Linked DNA regions of Bombyx mori: region 2 is linked to region 1. The links are chromatin contacts, called in public Hi-C maps. All regions are on one chromosome and are shown on one strand. Each heading gives the region's core, a stretch centred on a gene start, on an enhancer-like site or on the middle of the called end of the contact. The rest is flanking DNA. Distances are from core to core; before and after follow the strand shown. Region 1 holds the start of LOC101737211 (exosome complex component RRP4). Region 2 overlaps LOC105841250 (protein PRRC2B).

Region 1 (5,319 bases), core at 2,346-4,845:
AAAAACAATTGAAGCTTATTATTGAGCCTTACTTATTCATGGAAACCTGTAGGTTAGGTTACTTATGTTTTTATAGCTTGAAAAAACCAAGCTGTTTACATCAAAACCAAGCCAGCAAATTAAAAATCTCTTCCTTATTTTTAGTTTATTTACAGTAGATTGGGGAGAATAGAGACTAGAGTTAGAATAGGGACAAATCTGGGATGTCACAATACTCTTGTTGGGTTGTTAGATATAACTTTGTTGCACTGAAGATGACTATTATTTAGTGTTTAAGAATATTATATAGTTTAATTCAGATATCAAAACTTTGTATCTCATTAAAGATATAAAAAATTAATTACCTAAAGTTAGGTACCTACCTAAGAACTAAATAGTGCCAGCCTTATCGAAAAACTCTGTTGTCCCCATACATAGCGTATTTTTTTTATTGCCCTTGTAGGCAGACGAGCATACGGCCCACCTGATGCTGAGTGGTTATCGTCGCCCATGGACTTCAGCAATGCCAGGGGCAGAGCCAAGCCGCTGCCTACCGTTGTATACTCTCCACAAGCCTCGTTTGAAGAAGGACAAGTCAATGAGAGAAATAGCCTCATTCAAAGAGAATCGGGTCAAGCAAGTTTTTTAAGGTTTTGTGTATATTTTGTGACTATATGAACTATATAAAATAATGAATCGTATTTAAAAATTTAAACCTTCGGAGCCATTTTAATCTCAATTTTATTGGTATTACCCTAAGAATAAAAGCATTGAAAATTTGTTTTGGAATTGGAAAGGGTCCCCATTTTCCCCAATCTACGGTACTTAAAGATCATATATAATCATCATACTCAAGCAAAACCAGAAAGCGGTATTGTTTGGGAAATTTGACAAATTATTTAATTGGGTGTCAAAAACTTACAGAAAGCTCCACAAGATAGCTCTGTGAGATAGGTTCAGGTGGCATTGAATTTTGAGAAATCTTAAACACTTTTGCTACAGTAATTTTCATACGACCTTTTCTAAACATGTAACCTGAAATTTAGAATTAGAAAAAGCTTAATGTTTTTTATAAAATTACCGTAATTGATTGATTTTAAATGAACCACTGAAAATTATATGCAATTTAATTAAATCCCAAATCTAGGTAATACTTTAAATTGAATTAGTATTTTTGACTATTGGTCTTCTTTGATTCGTCATTATTAACAATAGTGGTATAGTAATAGTGATGATTTAGAATATACTATCAAATACATGTACAATCATATTACTCATAATTGTCATTATAATAAATATTATTACCTTTTACACTGTATTCAAATTCAATTCGGCATCCTAGCTCATTTAAAAATTCAATGAGCATTCCACTGCAGGCTATATCAAGACTGGAACGGACAACTGTTGGCCTATTTTTGTCCCCCAAATCAGGCTGCCCAATGTATCGTAACTGAAATGGCATGTCTCGAGCATCTAATGCTTTACGAACACGCAACATGAGAGGGGGAGCCTGAAATTTAAATTTATTAAAGATGAACTATTAGAACATGAAAGAAAAATATATAGATTCAGGCATGTCTTTATGCTCACGAATTGTACAGTATTAATAGTGATTACCAAATCATTAGCACTTTTCTTGACCAAACAGGTGACAGCCCAGGCAAAATTTAATCAATTTATAATTTAATACAAGTTTTATTGTATTATAATTTTATAACCATTTTATATTCTAGTGTCCTAAAATAATAATAACATTAACAGAAATATTTTAAAAAGTTCTAAGTATTATTATTACCTGATGATGATTAGGATCCCGTAGACTGAAACACACTTCCTGGTCATCAAATGTTTCTGGCCCAGCATCAACATTGTCACAAAGACCACGTAATCGGTGAAGTAAAACTTCTACTGCCGAGTCCAACACTGAGCCCTTAATCAAATTTTAGTGGAATCAAAAATTAAATGTATAATATTCAACAATTAACAAACTTGACTGAATCTTGAGAAAAGTTGCTGCCTGTTGCCTAATTATCATAATTTCCAGCTATGAAATACTGTAAAATTGAAAATCATTAAATGAATTATTTTTATTTATTAAGAACAGCATTGTAGGCATTGTAACTAAGACCTTATCTCATGTTTTTTTGGGCTGCTATTATATGTAAGCTATGTATGTATGGGTTCTGATAATATTTTGAATGTAGTATGTAAACAGATCAAATGGGTCAAAAGAATTGGATACAATAGCTGCAACTATGGTAATTAGTTCTGTTAAGTATGCAATTTATGGAAACTGTAGAAGAATGTAGACTATATTGTAATTATTCTGAAATTTAAAATAGCTGAGCCACTTCAACATCCTGTAGTACCTGAAGTAAGTATTCCTGATTTGGTATAATGTTCGCTTTTAAAGCTTGCGATAAGCTATCTGTAGCTGTTATAGGTGCAGCGTTTGCCGACATTTTATGGAGCTGAAAATCTGAAAACCTACTTCAATAGCAGCTATTTAAAGATTTAAGTTTTGAAGAACTATGTGTGAGCCAAGAAATCATTACACTTATAAACGACTTTTCTGTCTCATAGAGGTGCATTCAGTCTAAATAGTCCATATAACCGAAACTATAAATATTGCGTAAAATAAAAAACTAGGCAATTTTAAAGGAGAAAATAAATTCTAATTTCTAATTAACATAATCTAAATACTCATATTGGAATTTAACAAGGTAGAGATATGTTTGCAATCGCTGTTAGCTTGACAGTTACTAACAATGTTGACATTTAGCCTCATTTAGGTGACATTTTGTAATTTCCTTTTTCAAATACAGGAGAGAGAGGCAATGGTATCGCATCATATTATCATATTGGTACGGCCGTATTTGTTTTTAAACATTTTTTGTCACCAATGATTCTACATGCGAGGAGTGAAATTGTGTGATTTGTTTTATTTTGTCTATTTAGTGTGTCTTCAGGTTTAAACCTGTAATAACGGTTGTTTATTAACTGTTCAATATCTATGAAAGTGCACCAATGTGGGAAAATGAAACCAAGCCGCTGGACGTAACTTCTCGGGATCGTCCAAAAAGGCCAAAATCTCAGTAAATAACCGTCATTTTAGTGAGATTGTATTTCATCCCTTATCATCTGTTCAGTTCTCGTTCAATCACATGAATGAACAATGAGTGTGAAGAGTTAATCATTAATTTCAAACTATAAAAGAATATTATTTATATTTTACAATAAAATTGTATTAAAGTGCTCCAATATATGTTACTAGTAGTATGTAACTACAATTACTTTTTTTTATTTTCATTACATACCTATAATTGTTATATTTTATACATCTATAATTTCAACTATATGATGTATTGGAAATAGGACAGTCTTACAAGCTTCCTCGCAATGTTTTTCTTAATGTTTAAAACACTCGGTATTCAGTGCAGGTAGATACTATAGGAACATAATATTTCGTCGAAAACTCATTGGTTGTACAAAGCACGCCTAAAATTCGAACCCCGTACCCGATATCGGCAATTCGGCACACTAACTATTCACTAGACAATCGAGGCAATTTCATTAATTCAGGAGTTTTTTCAATCGTTCACTTTGTCACAACACTATTTTTATTTCATCAAAACCTGACAACACAGTAAACGTCAGTTGACTTCGTCTAATAAAAAATCCGACTATAGGTCTATGAGTTCGTTGTACACAATTCACAATTAGCAAAGAGGGAGCTTAAAAAAACATTAGAAATGGTCAGTCATGTATCTATAAAACTCGCATCTGAAAGAGTAAATCATTCGGTTGCCTCAAATAATGACCCGCCGCGTTTTTACACTCCTGGCGAAGTCATAACTGGGATACAAGATTTTATGAGGTCGGTATTTTTTGCGAAAACAATATTGTTAAGAATTATTATTACTATAAATTTAATAATTTTGCACTTTAAGAGGCCACGGAACTTACGCAGAAGATGATTGCCTAAAAGCATCTGTTGCTGGGGTTATGCAAAAAGTAAATAAACTTATATGCATTCGCCCATTGAAGAGTCGTTACGTTGGAGAAATAGGCGATGTGGTAGTCGGAAGAGTATTGGAAGTTCAACAGAAAAGATGGAAAGTTGATACCAATTCACGACTTGATTCAATACTTCAACTTTCTTCAGTAAATCTACCTGGCGGAGAATTGGTAAATTAACGCACACTTCCATAATATAAAGCAATCTTCTTGTATCTAATGATAACTATTTATATATTTTTTTAAATCCAGAGAAGGCGTTCAGAAGAGGATGAGCAGATGATGAGAAAACATTTACAGGAAGGTGATTTGATAAGCGCTGAAGTACAGAATGTATTTTCTGATGGTTCGCTCTCATTGCATACAAGAAGTTTGAAATATGGCAAGGTAATCAGATTTTATGAAGCCAATAAAAAATGACTATTCTAAAGTTCAACAAGAATGTTATAAGGAAATTAAAAATATTCAAATATGTAGCAACATTAAATTTTGAAATCCTCCAAAGTGAAGATGATATTTATCCTTCTGAGTAGATTAAACATGCTTCATTAGCAAATTGATTACAAGTCTACACAAACACTTAAATCTGCTTTAATTCACTACCTATATGTTTAAATAAATAAAATCAAGGGGCGTAAGGCTATTTGTTTTAAGTGACACTTCGCTTACTACATGGCATCTATCTGTGTAATTAAAGGTAAATTTTATTTGGTATTAGTTTATACAATTAATTGTTTTTAATTGAACACCAATTAAGTATTCTCCATTGAAATAGCTGGAGAAGTTTTGTCATGTTTTTTTTTCAATTTTTAAATTACATGACTTTCCTCTAAACCAAATAGCCCTTCATACCTTAAAATAGAATCATTCATACAGTCCTCTAATAATAATTAATATCACAAAATGTTGAACTTTCTACTCCTTGCTAATACTAAAAAAAAATTAATTTAAGAGTTTGTTCGAAAACTTTATTTTTTGCAGCTTTCACAGGGAACTTTAATAAAAGTATTCCCGTCATTGATAAAGCGCAGAAAAAATCATTTTCACAACTTACCATGTGCAGTATCTGTCATAATAGGGAATAATGGATATATATGGATTAGTCCACACAAAAGTGATATTCTTATGGAAGGAAATAAGGATGCAATTGAAAATTATGAAATTCAGGTGGGTTAATGCTATCAGTGTGCAGTGTTCGGGAATAGGAGTTAAGAAAGATAAACGATAAACACAAGTTAAAGATTTATTATATCATTTTCACTAAACTTTGTGTTTTTCCATGTTTTAAGAAAATAGAACTCATGCATGTTCTCATGCCCTCAT
Region 2 (4,965 bases), core at 975-3,474, 43 kb after region 1:
ACATATCACACAGGTATAAATTTGATGATATATTTTATAATGCCGACCATGATTAAGTACTCGAAATAACATGGCTTCTTCAAATATTTATTTTTGAACAGATTCCTCATACAAATATCCCAGCAGAAAAATAAGAGATGTTTTTTTTGTGTTGGAAATATTATACTTGGCCCGGAAGCCATGCCTTTTAACCAGGTCTGATGGTCCCAATGTGTAGCTTTATACGGTTTAAGGCCATTTACATTTTAAAATGGACAGTAAAGTGAGTTACATTATGACTATTTACCAAATTGTACATTTTTCCTAGATATGTAATAAACAAGGAAAATTTATAAATATATGTTATTTAAGTAATCTGGTTTTAAGTGGATAGCGACATCTAAATAGAATATAGAGTGACCTCACTTTAAGTAAACTAAGTTCTACAATAACAATAAATTATACAAATTAATCTTAAATAAAGTATTCTATAAATGCTTATAATTATTAATATAAAAAAAATATCAGCAGGTTTTATGATTCATTAGGATCATTGAAAATTTTACTAGCTATTTATTAATAGTATTGACGTATGTAGTGAACAAATTTGTATATATATATTATACGTGACAATTTTTTTACTACGTAAATCAGCAGCGCACCGGTGTCTGTAGTAGTTACCGACAGGCGGGGTCTCATCGGCCCATAAACATGTGGAACATTTTAAAAAATTAATCTTATTTTGTCGTGCATAAAATTTTATTAGAGGTATGTTTTAATATCATTTTCTTGTAAATTATTATCGTAACATAGCATCACAGCTATTGATAGTCATGGAACTTTTCGATGCCTATTTTAGTCCTATGAATTGGTGATAGGCATGATAGAGATTAGGTTTCACCATAAACTAATAAATAAAAAATGGGATTGGTCATAATAATTTTATTCGCATATTTAATAATTGATTATGATACATGGAGTGTGACCGCGCGGCGGTCCACTTTAGAGCCGAAAGGTGATCGGTTTGTATCACTCCAGATTACATTATTACTCATTATATTGCATCGACATTTCCTCCACAAAATCGTCGCTACACATTCACTAGTAGGTCACCCGACTCACGGCGTCATAGTGCCACGTCCTGGAGCCGGCCGATAGCCGCCGGACATAGTATGTACACGCACGCGACTCGACCGGCTCACGATCACTTTCATAATTTACGTCCTAATAAAAATATCGGAAACCTAAATTCGGCGAGTTCCCGGGACGCAATAGAAAGCGTCCGCGAGAAGCGAAAGGGCAAATCGCGGCAGGCGAAACGCTCGCTCACTCCGCTTTGACCTCCGGCGGGGGCACGGTCTGCACCTCCGCCGGCGGTGCCGGGTCGCCGCTCTCCTCACCGCCGGCGGTCGGTTCCGTATTCTCGGGCGCGCGCTCGTTTCCGCCGCCTCCGTCTGGACACAAAAGCGAGCGATCAGCGATTCGTGACTAGAACGGCGGCTAGTTTTATCGATTTGGTGACTAAGTTGTATACTGACTTCGCTGAGGATGATGATAGTAGAGATTGGGGCGCGGCTGAGCATGGTGAGGTCGCTGTTGTGGTGCGCGATACAGCGGCAGTGCTGGCGCATGGGGGCGCTGTATAGGCGCTGGGTAGCGCGGGGCAGGACCTCCGCCGCGAGTCATGACTCCTGCCGCTCCGCCCCCGCCCCCGCCGCAACGCCCGTTGTTGCCGCCGCTCACCATCTGCGGAGACAGACATTACTAATACTTCTTACTGAAAACGATACTGACCAATTTAATACAATTATTGTAAACATATAATTTCATAGTTTGACATAAAATATACCTGTTGTTGATGGTGTTGATGGGGTGTGTGTGCCGGCGGTGGATGCTGAGGCGGGGCGTGATACTTGTGTTGCGGTGGAGAATGTGGCGGCTTTTGCGGTTTTCCACCACCTTTCGGAGTCGGTGACGCTGCATCGCAAAGTGGCGCGAATCCATTGGCATGCTCGTGAAGAGGACTCTTCAATTGTTGTTGAGGGGGTAAACGAGGCTGTGGTTGCGGCGGAGGATACTGTTGTTGTAAAGGCGCTCTATATTGTTGTTGCATCTGTTGTACAGCGGCGGCAACCTGTAGTTGCGAAGAGAGAAATTGGGAGCCAAAGGCGCCAGACTGCGCAGGTTGCGTAAACTGGAGAGGATAGGTAGGTGCTGGCGCAGTTGGTGGTTGGTAAGGTGAATAGTACGAGGAAGCTGGCGGAGCCGGTCGTGGCAAGAGTGAGTACGGGGCTTCGCCCACAGGTCCTGAGTATCCTAGGTACTGTTGGCCGTAGGTGTTGACGCCTCCTACTCCACCCACACCGCCGCCTTTGCTGCCTGCACCTTTATACATTATAATTGTTAATTTTTTAGCTCTCGTTTTTCATACCTTATTTAAACACAAAACCAGAGCGAAAACTCTTACCTATGGCACCAATTTGTTGAGTAGTGGGCTTCACAGTTGCAGACATTAGAGAATTAGATGTACTAGATATGAGCACTGTACTAGGACTGTTTCCAAGCTGCCCTGATTGGCCAAAAGCTGCACCCCCGCCTGCTGCCTGTAAATTGATATTGGGTAGATTTTATGACAATTTTATGGTTATTTACCTATTGACGAAACAATAAAATTTGAAATATGTGATAGTAGATCAACCCTGATAAACATTATAATAGGATCTGGTATGGTTCTATCAATAAAATACAAGAAACTAACTACTGTAATCATGGATATTCGCCCTTATGCCTCTGATGTCTGGATATATTTGTGGCACTACTAAGAACACACTGCATAGACGGCGAAGAAGTAAAATTTTATTGAATTAAATGTATGTTTTGTAGAGACTTTTTTTTTATTTCTGCAACTAAATTTGCTTTTTAGCTTTATTCATTCATTAGAAAAAAAAAATCAACTGTTAAGTTTGTTAAAAACATAATAATATGGTTTGTTTAATCAGTTGTATGTACTGTTGAATCACATCTGTGTGAGATTTCTGTTATTTCTTAATACTTACAATATTAAATTAAAAATTTCTTACCATCCTATATTGGCTTGGAATACTAGAAAACATATCCGGTGGCGGTTGGTAGTTATAGGGGGCCGCTGAACCGGCGCCATATGGAGTACCAGGAAAACCACCAAATTGACCTCTACTCTGATCCAAGAAAGCTCCGTAAAGTCCACCCTGCTGGGGAAGCTGTTGAGAAGATCCTAACAATTGCTGTGATGAGTTAAACAACATGGCAGGCGGCGACGGAACTGATAGCCCACCGTACCCTCCCTGATAGCCCACGTGGTTGTAATGTTGAGGCGGTGGGGACTGCAATTGTTGCGTTGGCTTCACTTTGCACACATTAGGTGGAGCGCTTTCTGTATTGGTTTCTTCAAATCCAGTAAATTGTAATTCCTCCGTATTTTCCGCAACAGCAGGCATCTCCCAGACCTTCTTAACACTAGCGATTTTTAAATTAAGATCAGCTGCCAGAGGCGAAATCGTATTAGAAGTGCTCATGTGGACACCACGTGGTAAACCCAGCGACTTAGCTGATTTATCTTCTGAAAGTTGTCCCAAATCTGAATCAAAGCCAAAATCAAGTTTCATGTCAGAATCTTCTGTTTTTTGTGTTGTGTCAAATGACATTTGTAAGCCTAACGACGCGTCCCCTTCTGCAGATTGTCTCCCACTCTCTGCCATAAGTTCTTGTATGGATCTAGGACGTCCCCTAACTTCTCCGTTAAATGTCAGGGAACGACTATCTATTTCAGTGGATACTTCTTCAGTTTGATTTTTAGACATATTAGAATTTAGTTGATATTTTTGTTGCAAGGCCTCATCTGGTGTAGCAGTCTTATAGTTGGTATTTTCAAAAATTATGGTTTCTACAGGCGGCGTTGCTCCATCTAACATACTTGTTTTATCAGCAGATAGAGTACAAGGAGTGGGAGCAGTCTTGATATCAGTCGACGTCTCAGCTGGTGTGCTACGCTGACTGGATTGCGCAGATTTATTTTCAACTAAATCTACATTTTCTTCTACATTACCACGTAAGGTTTGGGATATGGGTTTATCCCATGCATTAACTGCGGGTGGCGGCGGTGCGGCGCCGGTATCGGGGCCGCATGCGCTCACTAAGCCGCCTACTTGCTGCCTTTGCTGTCGTTGTTTCACAAAACGAGGGGCTAAGTTCGCCTGTCGAGGTCTATCATATTGAGATCCGGATTTGCCTGGTACTGGGGCGGAGCTTCTGTTTGTGGATTTATCATTGGAGTTTCTAGTCGACGATCGATTGCGACCATTTCCTTGATTAGAATGAGATCTTGACTGTTTTCCAGAACCTTGACCATCTTCTTTTGCAGGTGGTCGGGTATCTTTGGAACTCTTTTTATTGCGGACCTCTTGAAAACCGTCATCGATAACTTCGTCATTTTTAGTGTTTAACTTCAGATCAGAAATGGCCTCAGTTATTTCAGCAGCAGTTTTATTTTCACCTGTAACTACGTCTTTCTTTCCTCCTTGTGAAATACGTCCATTTTGACGATTACTGGAATTAGCATTTCTACTATTCTTTTGAGATTGAGCAGAACGACGGCGACCGGAAGTACCACCTCCTTCGGAATGTTCAGATGTCGTTTCCCAATTTTCATCTTCCCCACTCGGAGCTCCACCTTTAGGACGACGATCACGTCCTCTACCTGACGTCGAACCAGCACGTGGCTTGTTTGGTTTTCCTCTATCATCAATGTTATCCTTAACTTCTTCAGTATCTTTCACTGCTCTATTGGCTTGACTGAATGGACTCTTCGTATTAGGAGGGCCATATCCTACTACTCTTTTAGCAGGAGCTGGTGGACGTGCGGATCCCTGGAAACCACCCCTACCCCTTCTAGAAGGTTGCCCGCGAGGTGCAAACGGTTCTCGATTTTCCAATATATCAATAGTTGTC

The links. A called contact is a pair of places that touch in the nucleus more often than the background predicts.
Region 2: a contact with region 1 is called in a Hi-C map of whole pupa, with 1.7 times the contacts expected there. The contact joins the enhancer-like site here to the promoter of LOC101737211 in region 1. A contact is called at or near these places in 2 of 7 Hi-C or Micro-C datasets (posterior silk gland and whole pupa).

The regions. Positions count from the first base shown.
Region 1 is chr15:5,596,763-5,602,081 of ASM3026992v2, forward strand. It overlaps LOC101737211 (exosome complex component RRP4), which reads left to right and starts at 3,596. Exons shown (of 5, transcript XM_038016096.2): 1 at 3,596-3,856; 2 at 3,930-4,167; 3 at 4,249-4,383; 4 at 4,978-5,163. The coding sequence starts at 3,732. It overlaps LOC101736281 (mediator of RNA polymerase II transcription subunit 18), which reads right to left and starts at 2,760. Exons shown (of 5, transcript XM_004928539.5): 1 at 2,349-2,760; 2 at 1,775-1,909; 3 at 1,285-1,489; 4 at 902-1,014. The coding sequence starts at 2,441.
Region 2 is chr15:5,640,682-5,645,646 of ASM3026992v2, forward strand. It overlaps LOC105841250 (protein PRRC2B), which reads right to left. Exons shown (of 13, transcript XM_038015675.2): 9 at 3,060-4,965; 10 at 2,447-2,582; 11 at 1,829-2,364; 12 at 1,518-1,725; 13 at 907-1,433. The coding sequence ends at 1,306. Among protein-coding and RNA genes, the nearest start is that of LOC105841250, 11 kb to the right of the region's middle. Within about 2 kb of position 2,225, at least 6 of the 8 cell types and tissues checked have open chromatin away from gene starts, as enhancers often do.